3 separate regions of the Mus musculus genome follow, and all the other regions are linked to region 3. Evidence: chromatin contacts called from public promoter capture Hi-C data. All regions are on one chromosome and are shown on one strand. The core of a region is the stretch at or near the end of the contact, and the rest is flanking DNA. Distances in the headings are between cores, read along the strand shown.

What was found. Promoter capture Hi-C pulls out the DNA fragments that hold promoters and counts their contacts.
Region 1: a promoter capture Hi-C map of liver shows a contact between it and region 3, with 2.5 times the contacts expected there. The contact joins the promoter of Vps26a here to the promoter of Ddit4 in region 3. A contact is called at or near these places in 1 of 39 promoter capture datasets (liver) and 1 of 115 datasets of contacts at active chromatin or transcription factors (astrocytes).
Region 2: a contact with region 3 is called in a promoter capture Hi-C map of liver, with 3 times the contacts expected there. The contact joins the promoter of Kifbp here to the promoter of Ddit4 in region 3. A contact is called at or near these places in 2 of 39 promoter capture datasets (hippocampal neurons and liver).

The regions. Positions count from the first base shown.
Region 1 is chr10:62,485,464-62,488,446 of GRCm38.p6, forward strand. It overlaps Vps26a (VPS26 retromer complex component A), which reads right to left and starts at 1,342. Exons shown (of 9, transcript NM_133672.3): 1 at 1,195-1,342. The coding sequence starts at 1,197.
Region 2 is chr10:62,576,941-62,579,835 of GRCm38.p6, forward strand. It overlaps Kifbp (kinesin family binding protein), which reads right to left and starts at 1,517. Exons shown (of 7, transcript NM_028197.2): 1 at 1,024-1,517. The coding sequence starts at 1,437.
Region 3 is chr10:59,949,784-59,953,102 of GRCm38.p6, forward strand. It overlaps Ddit4 (DNA-damage-inducible transcript 4), which reads right to left and starts at 1,987. Exons shown (of 3, transcript NM_029083.2): 1 at 1,914-1,987; 2 at 1,534-1,789; 3 at 1-1,246. The coding sequence starts at 1,729. The coding sequence ends at 753.

The DNA.
Region 1 (2,983 bases), core at 92-2,591, 2.5 Mb after region 3:
AAAACTTAACTAGAAGGACTAATTCAACTAAGTAACCAAGAAGAGAGCAATTTAAGCTTTCTTTTCAAATTATAAACAGTGAAAGGAGGACTCCCTAACAGCCTACTAATTCCTTCTTAGTTATTTACAGCAGTTGTAATTTCCACCTTAAACTAATTTATCTAAACAAATGCTTAACTCTCCAGAGTCTGTAAGCTGCAAGGAAGCAAGCAGTTTGCCTTGTTTATCTGTCCCTGGACTCACCCAAAATACTGTTTAAGAAAACGCTCCCTGAATGAACTTCTCCCCCACCCCCCAAACCCTAGAGAAAGCAAATAATTTCTGACTCAAAGTTATTTAATCAAAGCAACGTTTTAAAAATAGACCTGGCTGGCTGGCTTGAGACGAGAAGTTTCAAGCAGTTTATTAAAAGTGGCGAGCTTGGGAAGAGCGGGTAGTATAAGGGGAGCGCACAGTGGGCTCTCATGGAGTATATGCTAAATAACACGAGCCAAAGGAGCTCTAATCTATAGACCGCGGGCGCGTAGTTAAACACTAGCGCGCCCAACGGTGCTTTCCATTAAGTGTGGTTAAGTGCTCTGATTTTCATCCCTGCCTGGGCTCCCAAGACACTGCAACATCCCAAAGTGCTAAGTTATAGAAATCGCTTAGGGAAGGAAGTGAAACCAAGTGCTTAAATCGGCGTCTGGAGATATAAATGAGGGGTCTCGGCTCCGACACCCTCTTGTCTCCCCTCCCTTCCCCTCCTATTCTACAAGTGCCAAAAGCCTCCACCCGAATCAAGAAATCGCAGAATGTCTCCACAACCAGCTTAAAGAAAATAAGCGGACTCTATCGAGCTCGGGACGAGGAAGGTGAGCAGGTCTCGCCAGAGTCCGGAACTGGGAGAGAGGGCACTGACTGTCCTCGGCTACCTTGGAAGGCGAGGCTGCCGAGCTCCGGCTGGGCGGGCTGCGGGTGCCCAGCCAGGGTCCCCACAGCCGGTCGAGGAAGGCGGGCAGAGGCTCCGACATGGCCGGGACAGTGCCGCCGGCCGCAGGTGCTCAGGCCTGGCCGGGAGCGGGCAGCCGTCAGGCCTCACCGCTCCGCGCCCCTTCCCTGCAGGCTCGGCGCCGCGCCCGCCGTTGGGAGTCCCGCCGCGCGCCCCACGGCCCCGCGGGAGACGACCTCGCAGGCAGGCCGCCGCGCACTCACCATTGTCACCGCCGCCGGGTCGCCCACTCCACTCGGCTTTCCCTCAGAAGAACTCCCAGCCTGGGTGCCTGCGCCCCGCCGCCCGTCACGTGACCGTAGGCCATCAGCCGCACGTGACCACTCCTTTTCCTCTTCTCCCTCCCCCCCCCACCCCGCCCCGCTAGAGGCCCCGCCCTGCTAGAGGCCCCGCCCTTCAGGAAGGCCGTTTCGAGGCGGGGCTCCTCCGCCCCGCCTTTCGGTTGAGGGCGTGGTCTGGGTGGGTGACGTCTGGTGGGAGGAGTCAAAGATCTGTCTTCTCAGTCCAGCAACCCTAGAGCTAGTTGTCACGTGACGAGCCGTGCGCTGTCAAACTCCTCCCTCCGGCACGCCCATTTCCTTTTCCCTAGGGAAACTTGGGGGACTCGAGGGTTTGTGCGGGAGGCGTGTCTTTGCGGGCTTGCTGCAGTTCCGACCTTTGCGCCTGATCTGTTTCCCGCCTCAGCCCCGAGAATTGTTGGCCTCCGAAGAGACGGTTAGGGAGAAAAGCTAATCTTTAAAGCACATCCTTTGCAGTCCACGGATAGCTCGTGACGCAGCCTTCCAAGCCGGAGAGGCAGTACTCTCAAATCGGTTCCGCCCTCCTTACCCCCCCTCCCCGGCAACAGCCCTTCCTAAAAGTTTCGCAAGCGTGCAAAACGCAGCTCTCCAACACTCTGATCCAGTCAGTCATTGTAGTGGAGGCCCAGAAAACCTGAGGATAGATGAAATACTACGAAGGCTTAGGAACTGAACCTTTCATTCAGATTTATGGGCGGAGGGGTGTCATCAGCCCTATCATAACGAAACTCAACTTGGGGAGTAGAGTGTCAAGTTGTAAGTCTAAAATATTTAAAGGTTAAAATGAGGCTTCGGTCTCCAATCGCGACAGAATTCAAATACTGGAAATGAGTCTTTTGTTTGTAAGACAGGGGTTCTCATGTACTCATGTAGACTAGGCTAGCCTCAAGTGGAGAGTGAGCACCTCCAAAGTGCCTTCCCAATGCTGTAATTGCAGGAGTCACTGGTGGTTTTATGCATTGCTGCAGATGGAACACTGCACTTCCTTCATGCATGCAGGAGAAATCTGCCTAAAATGATATTATCTGAAAACAAATCTTAAAGATTGCTATGCCAGGGAGCTTTGGAACGAATGGATGTTTGTGTGTATATTTATTGTTGAGACAGGGTCTCACTAGGTGTCCCAGGCTCCTCTGGAATATGCTATGTAGCCCAGGCTGTCAAGAAACACATCTGTCCTCCTTCAGCCTTCCCAATATTGGAGATTACCTGTCATATTTACAGACGGGTAAAATAGTATGGGGACAGAGAAGGGAGTTTAGATCTCAAAATACTATTGATTAAAACCCTGTGATGCAGATGGCTTGGATGAAGGAGCATCACCCACTCTATAAAGAAGGATAAGTCAGGTATAGAGGTTCATAGCTGTAATCCCAGCTCTCCGGAGACAGAAGAAGTAGAAGAATCGCCATGAATTAAAAGACCCCTGGAGATTACACAGTTAGTCCCCTGAATGACCTGGGCTACAGTGTGAGACCTTGTTACAAGGAAACAAAAGAGAGAAACAATTGCGCATAGTCTAAGATCTGAAAGGTTAACTGTGTTTGTTGGTTCTAGCACCATTTGCTCAAAATACTTTCCCCTGTAAACTGCTGTGGTGTGGTATGCTTGTCAAAAATCTATCGATTGGGGCTAGAGAGATGGCTGAGCTAAGTCAAGAGCACTTGCTGGCTACCCCTTCAGAAGCATGAGA
Region 2 (2,895 bases), core at 267-2,766, 2.6 Mb after region 3:
CTTAGTAAATATTCCCTGGTACACATATCTGGACTGGAGGATGAAACCATCTATAACCCTAAGAAAGTAACCTGGCACAACAGAGTCCGACATTATCTGTCTTTTTTCCCCCATAGTGTGGAGATGAAACCTGGAGCACTAGGTAAATGCTGTACCACTGAGCTACACCCAAGGGCCTGGAAAACTCTACCCACTATTTGAATTTTGAAATGTTATGTTCTCCAGAGCAGAAAGTCGCACTTGCTGCTTATAAAAATGTAAAGGATGGAAGGTGAGATCAGTTTGGACCAGATAGAGTTAGTCCAAACAAGAGTTCCGATAACCTCAGCAGGGAGGCTGAGGTGGGGGGATCATGGGTTAAAGGCAGCCTGGGCTACAAGACTCTGAAAGGAAAAGGGGGAGGGGGTCCTAGCACTCAGGAGGTGAAGACAGTCGAAGTTAAGCATTGCAGACACAAATGGATGTCTAAACACAAACAAAAAATAAAAAGTTATTAAAAGGTTGTCGAGACAGTTTAAGGAAAAGGTACGAATTCCTTGCTGAGCAAACAAGATGAATGTGGTAAAGAATAAAGTTTTAAGATTTTGGCCATTAACAACAACAACATTTAAGATTGGATCATTCTTGCGATCCCTTGTCCTGTTCATTCCATTCGAATCCCGTTGGATTATTTCTTCACAGAATGAAACTAAGCTTGTCATTGGGTTGGGAGGCGCTGATTCGGACGCTTAGGTTTTCTGCCCAGGATTACGGAAAGTAGCAAGTGAGGCTGGAGTAGGCGGCGAGAACTCAGAGGGAGTTGGTAGGCAGATGGAGGGTAGGTGTTATGACAAATTAAAAGGGACTAAACTTCGCTATGAAACCCAGGCTAGCCAAGAACCCAAAGCAATCCTCCTGCCGCAGCCTCCCTAGTACTGGAATTTCAGGCCGGGTGTTGTGCAATGCTGGGGACTGAACCAACTGAGAGACGTGCGCAGCCAGGAGGAGCGTTTTGGATGCAGAACTCCCGCCTCAGCATCTCACCTGCGCCTGGATGTAGAGAGACACACAGCCGAGCGACAGGCGGTAGGGGCGCAGCAACGACAGGCACCTGACCAGATGCTCCTCGCCGGCAGACAGTTCCTCCGTGTCGATGTGGTTCACACCAAGGTGGAACTCGACCACCGCGAGGCGCAGCGCCCGCTGCGCTCCGGGGCCCTCAGCCTCCCGGGGCTCACCCGCGCCCAAGGCCTGGTCGCCCGGCCCATCGTCAGCAGCCGGCTCGTCCTCGTCCTCGGGCGCCGGGCCCAGCAGCGCGCGCACCTCCTCCAACAGCGCGCGCGCGCCGTACTTGGACTTGTACGGCTCCTTCTCCGGGTTCTTGTGCAGCTCCACCCGCGACAGGGCCAGCGCTGCCTGGAACTTCTCGCGGATCTCTGGCCCCGGAGCGTTCGCCATCGCGGCCTGAGCTGACGGCCGCCTCCCCGTCCGTGGACCAGCAGCCACTGGAGGCCTCCGCGTTGCGACACTTCATTTACGACGTGTCGTGACTGTGGAGCGCCGACCAATGAAGTCGGTAGAGGGGAGCGCTAGACGCTCGGCAGCAGCCAATGGGAGGATGTTCTGGTCGCCACAACAGCCGTCGTCAAGGAAACGAAGCTGTCAGGGAATACAGAGCCTTCCGCTGCTACCCTTGAGCAGTATGGCTTCTCCTGCTTCATCCCAAAATGTAGTTTATACAAAAATGTTCAGAATCAGAATGATTCTTAGGGGTAAGGTACTAGCCTATCGTAAAGTCAATCCCTAGCTTAAATGAAATTTAACACTAACATCTTTCGATAACTGCTCAAGTTCATAGGCAAGAATCTTTCACCACTAATGTATTACGCTATCACAGTTAAAAATTATAGTTGTAGGAAACTACAACCCAGGTACCCAGGTCTCAGGGATCAAATTCAGATCCTCAGGCTCAGCCTCCGCAGCCTTTACTTACTAGAGCCACCTCACACCACCACCGCCCAGTCCCTGAAAATTCTATAAAGGCTCTGAGCTAGGCATGGTGCCAATTATCTGCAGGCTGACACAGGGGCCAGTGTTGATATGTATTGTAATGCTAAATTCTGTAGCCTATGATTAAATTCTCATGCTTACCAGCTTTTGTTGTACAAACTTTATTCCTTAATTTAAAACTTAATTTGGTTAAATAAAAATGGCTACAGCTAGCCGGGCGTGGTGGCGCACGCCTTTAATCCCAGCACTCGGGAGGCAGAGGCAGGCGGATTTCTGAGTTCGAGGCCAGCCTGGTCTACAAAGTGAGCTCCAGGACAGCCAGGGCTATACAGAGAAACCCTGTCTCGAAAAACCAAAAAAAAAAAAAAAAAAAAAAAATGGCTACAGCTGCCGGGCGTGGTGGCACACGCTTTTAATCCCAGCACTGGGGAGGCAGAAGCAGGCGGATTTCTGAGTACAAGGCTAGCCTGGTCTACAAAGTTCAGGACAGCCAGGGCTACACAGAAATCCTGTCTCGAAATAACAAAAACAAACAACAAAGGCTACAGCTAATAACTGCAGGGATCAGAGGTAGGTGGGTTTCCTTGTTGAGCATTGGAGAGAGTAGAACAAGAGCCAGGAGAGATGGACCATGAGCACACGGCAGGAGAAACAGCAATTACTTGGGGGAACACTGCTGGGAAAGAAGCCAGGTCAGCAGTTGGAAAAATAGATTAGAGATTATCCCCCAGTAATTGTCAAAGCCAAATAAAATAACCATAGTGTGAGTCTCACTTATTTGTAAGCTGGTCAGGGATAAGCTCAGAATTGGTTGTGCTACAAGTCTACATAGTTCCAAGACAGCCAGAGATACACAGTGAGATCTGTCTTGAAAACATTTATTAAATGTAAAATTATTTTAAGTCT
Region 3 (3,319 bases), core at 737-3,236:
AGACCCAGGTGGCACTCCTCTGGGAAAAGAGGGTTCCAGCCCCCCACCCCCACCCCAGCCCCTCTCCTCACAGTTGAATCCTCCAGTACATGGGCACCGGGATGGGCTGGCTGCAGCTCCCAGGTGTAATTTTGTTTCAAGTGTCGAAGATCCCGAATGATCCTAACACCCACCCCATTCCTACTCTTACATTCATGCAGTCTGTAAGATAGCTGCCTCGAACAGGTCAGTAGTGAAGCGCCGATCCCCACCCCCCAAAACCAAGATACAAAACAAATGACAAAACACACTAGGTCCTTTCAGACCAGAAGATACACAAACTGTCGGCCACCTCCCCCTGCCTCCCCCCCAGCCCCCAACCCCCAGCCGGGGCAGAGGCCAGTGCAGACCAGCTGCCCTTCTGGCTCTGGCCCACAACTGCTGTTGTAACTTGTCAGTAATAAAAAAAAATAAGGTACATGCTACATACACATCCAGCCAGAAGCCTGTGTGACTCCTAAGCCTTTGTTTCATGCTACAGTACTGAGGGGCGTGTGCCCCAACAGGGAGCCACCTGCATACAACCTAGAGACTTCCTGGAGAACACTTCCTTCCCCCACCTGGCCCTGCGCCCCTCAGGTGGCTATCGTCAGTTTTCTAACACAGGGGACAGTCCTTCAGTCCTTGCCTGCGGGTCTCCACCACAGAAATTCCTTGTCTTCACTTTGGGGGGCAGTGAGAAACCCTCCCCGCACCCCACCCCAGGATGTAGTTCAACACTCTTCAATGAGCAGCTGCTCGGAGCTGTAGAGTTTCTTCTTGATGACTCTGAAGCCGGTACTTAGCGTCAGGGACTGGCTGTAACCAGGGACCAAGGAAGAGTTGGCAGAACTTAACAGCCCCTGGATCTTGGGCCAGAGGCGAGAGTCCAGACGCAGCACCAGGGTCAACTGAAAGGTGGGCACCAGGCTGGGGTCGAGGGCCAGCTGAGCCACGCTATGGCAGCTCTTGCCTTGCTCCACACACACGTCCAGCAGTGCCCCCCGCAGGCCGCACGGCTCACTGTATGCCAGGCGCAGGAGTTCCTTGCCCACCTGGCTCACCAGCTGGCTCGGCATGAGCAAACGCGCAGGGCGCCGCGAGCCCAATCGCGCCTGGGACAGGCTCTCCTGCAGCAGCTGCATCAGGTTGGCACACAGGTGCTCATCCTCGGGGTCACTGAGCAGCTCAAAGTCGGGCAGGGACACCCCATCCAGGTATGAGGAGTCTGGATAGAGAGAACACAGGGAAAGGGTATTGTATTAGAGCGCCTTCCACAGGAGCTGTACGGGCGGGGGAGGTGCAGTTTGCCTAAGCAAACAGTGTCCCTTTCCACTCCGTGCCTCAGTTTCCGCCCCGCAGTCTTGTCTTCTAACCCTAGAGTAATCTGTTTTTTCGTGCTGGGGTGGGAAGCCAAGGTGGCTTTGAGCCGATTCAGCTCGCTTCGTACCCACCTCCCGGGACCCCTCCCACCCCCCATCCCCGAACCCAATTCGGCCCCGGCTGAGTGCTCACCTTCCTCCGGCCCGAAGCCACTGTTGCTGCTGTCCAGGGACTCGCAGTCCGAGCTCTCCAGGCTCGCGCAGCGGTCAAGGCCCTCTTCTCTGGCTGCAGACCCCCAGGCGGAGCGCGGCGGCCGATCAGCGGCCGGAGTTCGAGACGAGGACGAAGAGGAAGAGGAGGACGAGAAACGATCCCAGAGGCTAGGCATGGCGGGGTCAGACGCCAGGACGCTGGCTGCTAAGGTCCGAATGAAGGCGCACAGAAGCCGCTGAAAGACAAGAGGGACAAGGATTTGGCGTCAGTGTCGGCGTTGCACAGGATTGAGGGCTCTGAGGCCCCAAGAGCCGAGGTCACTCCCCGACAAGATGTGCACACCCGGGAGGGACACTCACCAGCTAGCGCGGTCAGCGAAGATTGCGGACAAGAGCGCTCTGCCTCTCGAAGGGTGAGCGAACTGGTGCCAACCCCCGATCGCTGCCCGGACCTGTCCCTTCGAACCCTCTCGCACCTCCCCCCTGCCTGCTGCGATCCCTAGCACCAGCGAGCAGCAGCCTATAAGGGCTCTCCCGGCGAGGCCACGCCCCCTCCAGGTCGCAGCCCAATCGAGACCCGGGAGTGTGGCCCACCTCAGCCAATAGGCACCGGGCGCACGTTCGCAACGTTCTCTCCTGCCTGGTGACAGCGGCCTGGCCCCGCCCCCACGGAGCCCCAGAACGCTCCCGGCCGAACCCCTCTCCCCTCGCCTTAGCTTCGGCCACACCCCCTTTCTGGAAGGGATCCGAGGCGGCTTTCAGCAGCTGCCAAGGTCCCTGAGGGCGCTCGCGGTAGGGGAGGATCAAGGAAAGACTTGTTTATTATAGGGGCGCGTTGCTGGGGGAGGGGACGGCCCGTGACTGCACTGAAAAGAAGAGTTGGGGGACCTGGTGCGGCTTGAGCAGGGGAGAAAGGTACCCCTAGCTTCTGGGAGCCCAAGGGCCAAGGACACTACCGGGCGCACAACTGGATGCCCCATGGGACCGTGGCGCGGCGGCAGACGTTACTCCGTTGTCCCATGAGCATCAGTCCCACGCTGTCTTTGCTTCTGACACGCGATGCACTTTTGGTAATAGGTCCAAAGACAAGGCATCTCAGGGCCATCGGCTCCCACGTCCCCTCATCAGTGTTCCTGTTACTCTGCAGCCCCGGGGGAGCAGGGTGTAGGTTCAGGAGGACATCAAGTGCTTGCCAATTCGAGATTGTCCTCTAGCAGAGGGTTTGGGTAGGAGTTAGAGTTCACGGACTCCGATTCTTAGCGCCTGGTCCACGGCCAGGGAACAAGGGCTCACATCAAACCGACACAGTGACCCACCCGCAGGCCTTAGGGGGACAGAACACTGCAGGGCCAAGTGCCTCCCAAACCCACTGCGGCAGAGCCCCTGGCGTCCGCCGGGTCCTAGAACCCCTCCCATGCTTTGTGTTAAGGGGGGGAAAAGCGGCGGATCGGGGGTGGGGGGTGGGGTGGCAGGAGAATTCAATTCAATGGAACCCAGGACCGAGGTCTTTGGAAAAGTCCAAATGCAAGAGCCATATGGGGTTTCATCATTCAGGCGAGGCAACAGGAAATATAGCCTGGCAGCGATGCTCTAGGGCTGATAGCGATTTGTTTAGGGTAGGAGGAGATTCAGTCGGACTAGACCTGTTTTTTTGTTTTTTTTTTTGTTTTTTTTTTTTATAAAAAGGTTTGTTAATGTAGGACACTGGGACCCTGATGGAAGAAAAGACCAAACTTACATCAGACACTCTGGCCCGGCGGGCAGGA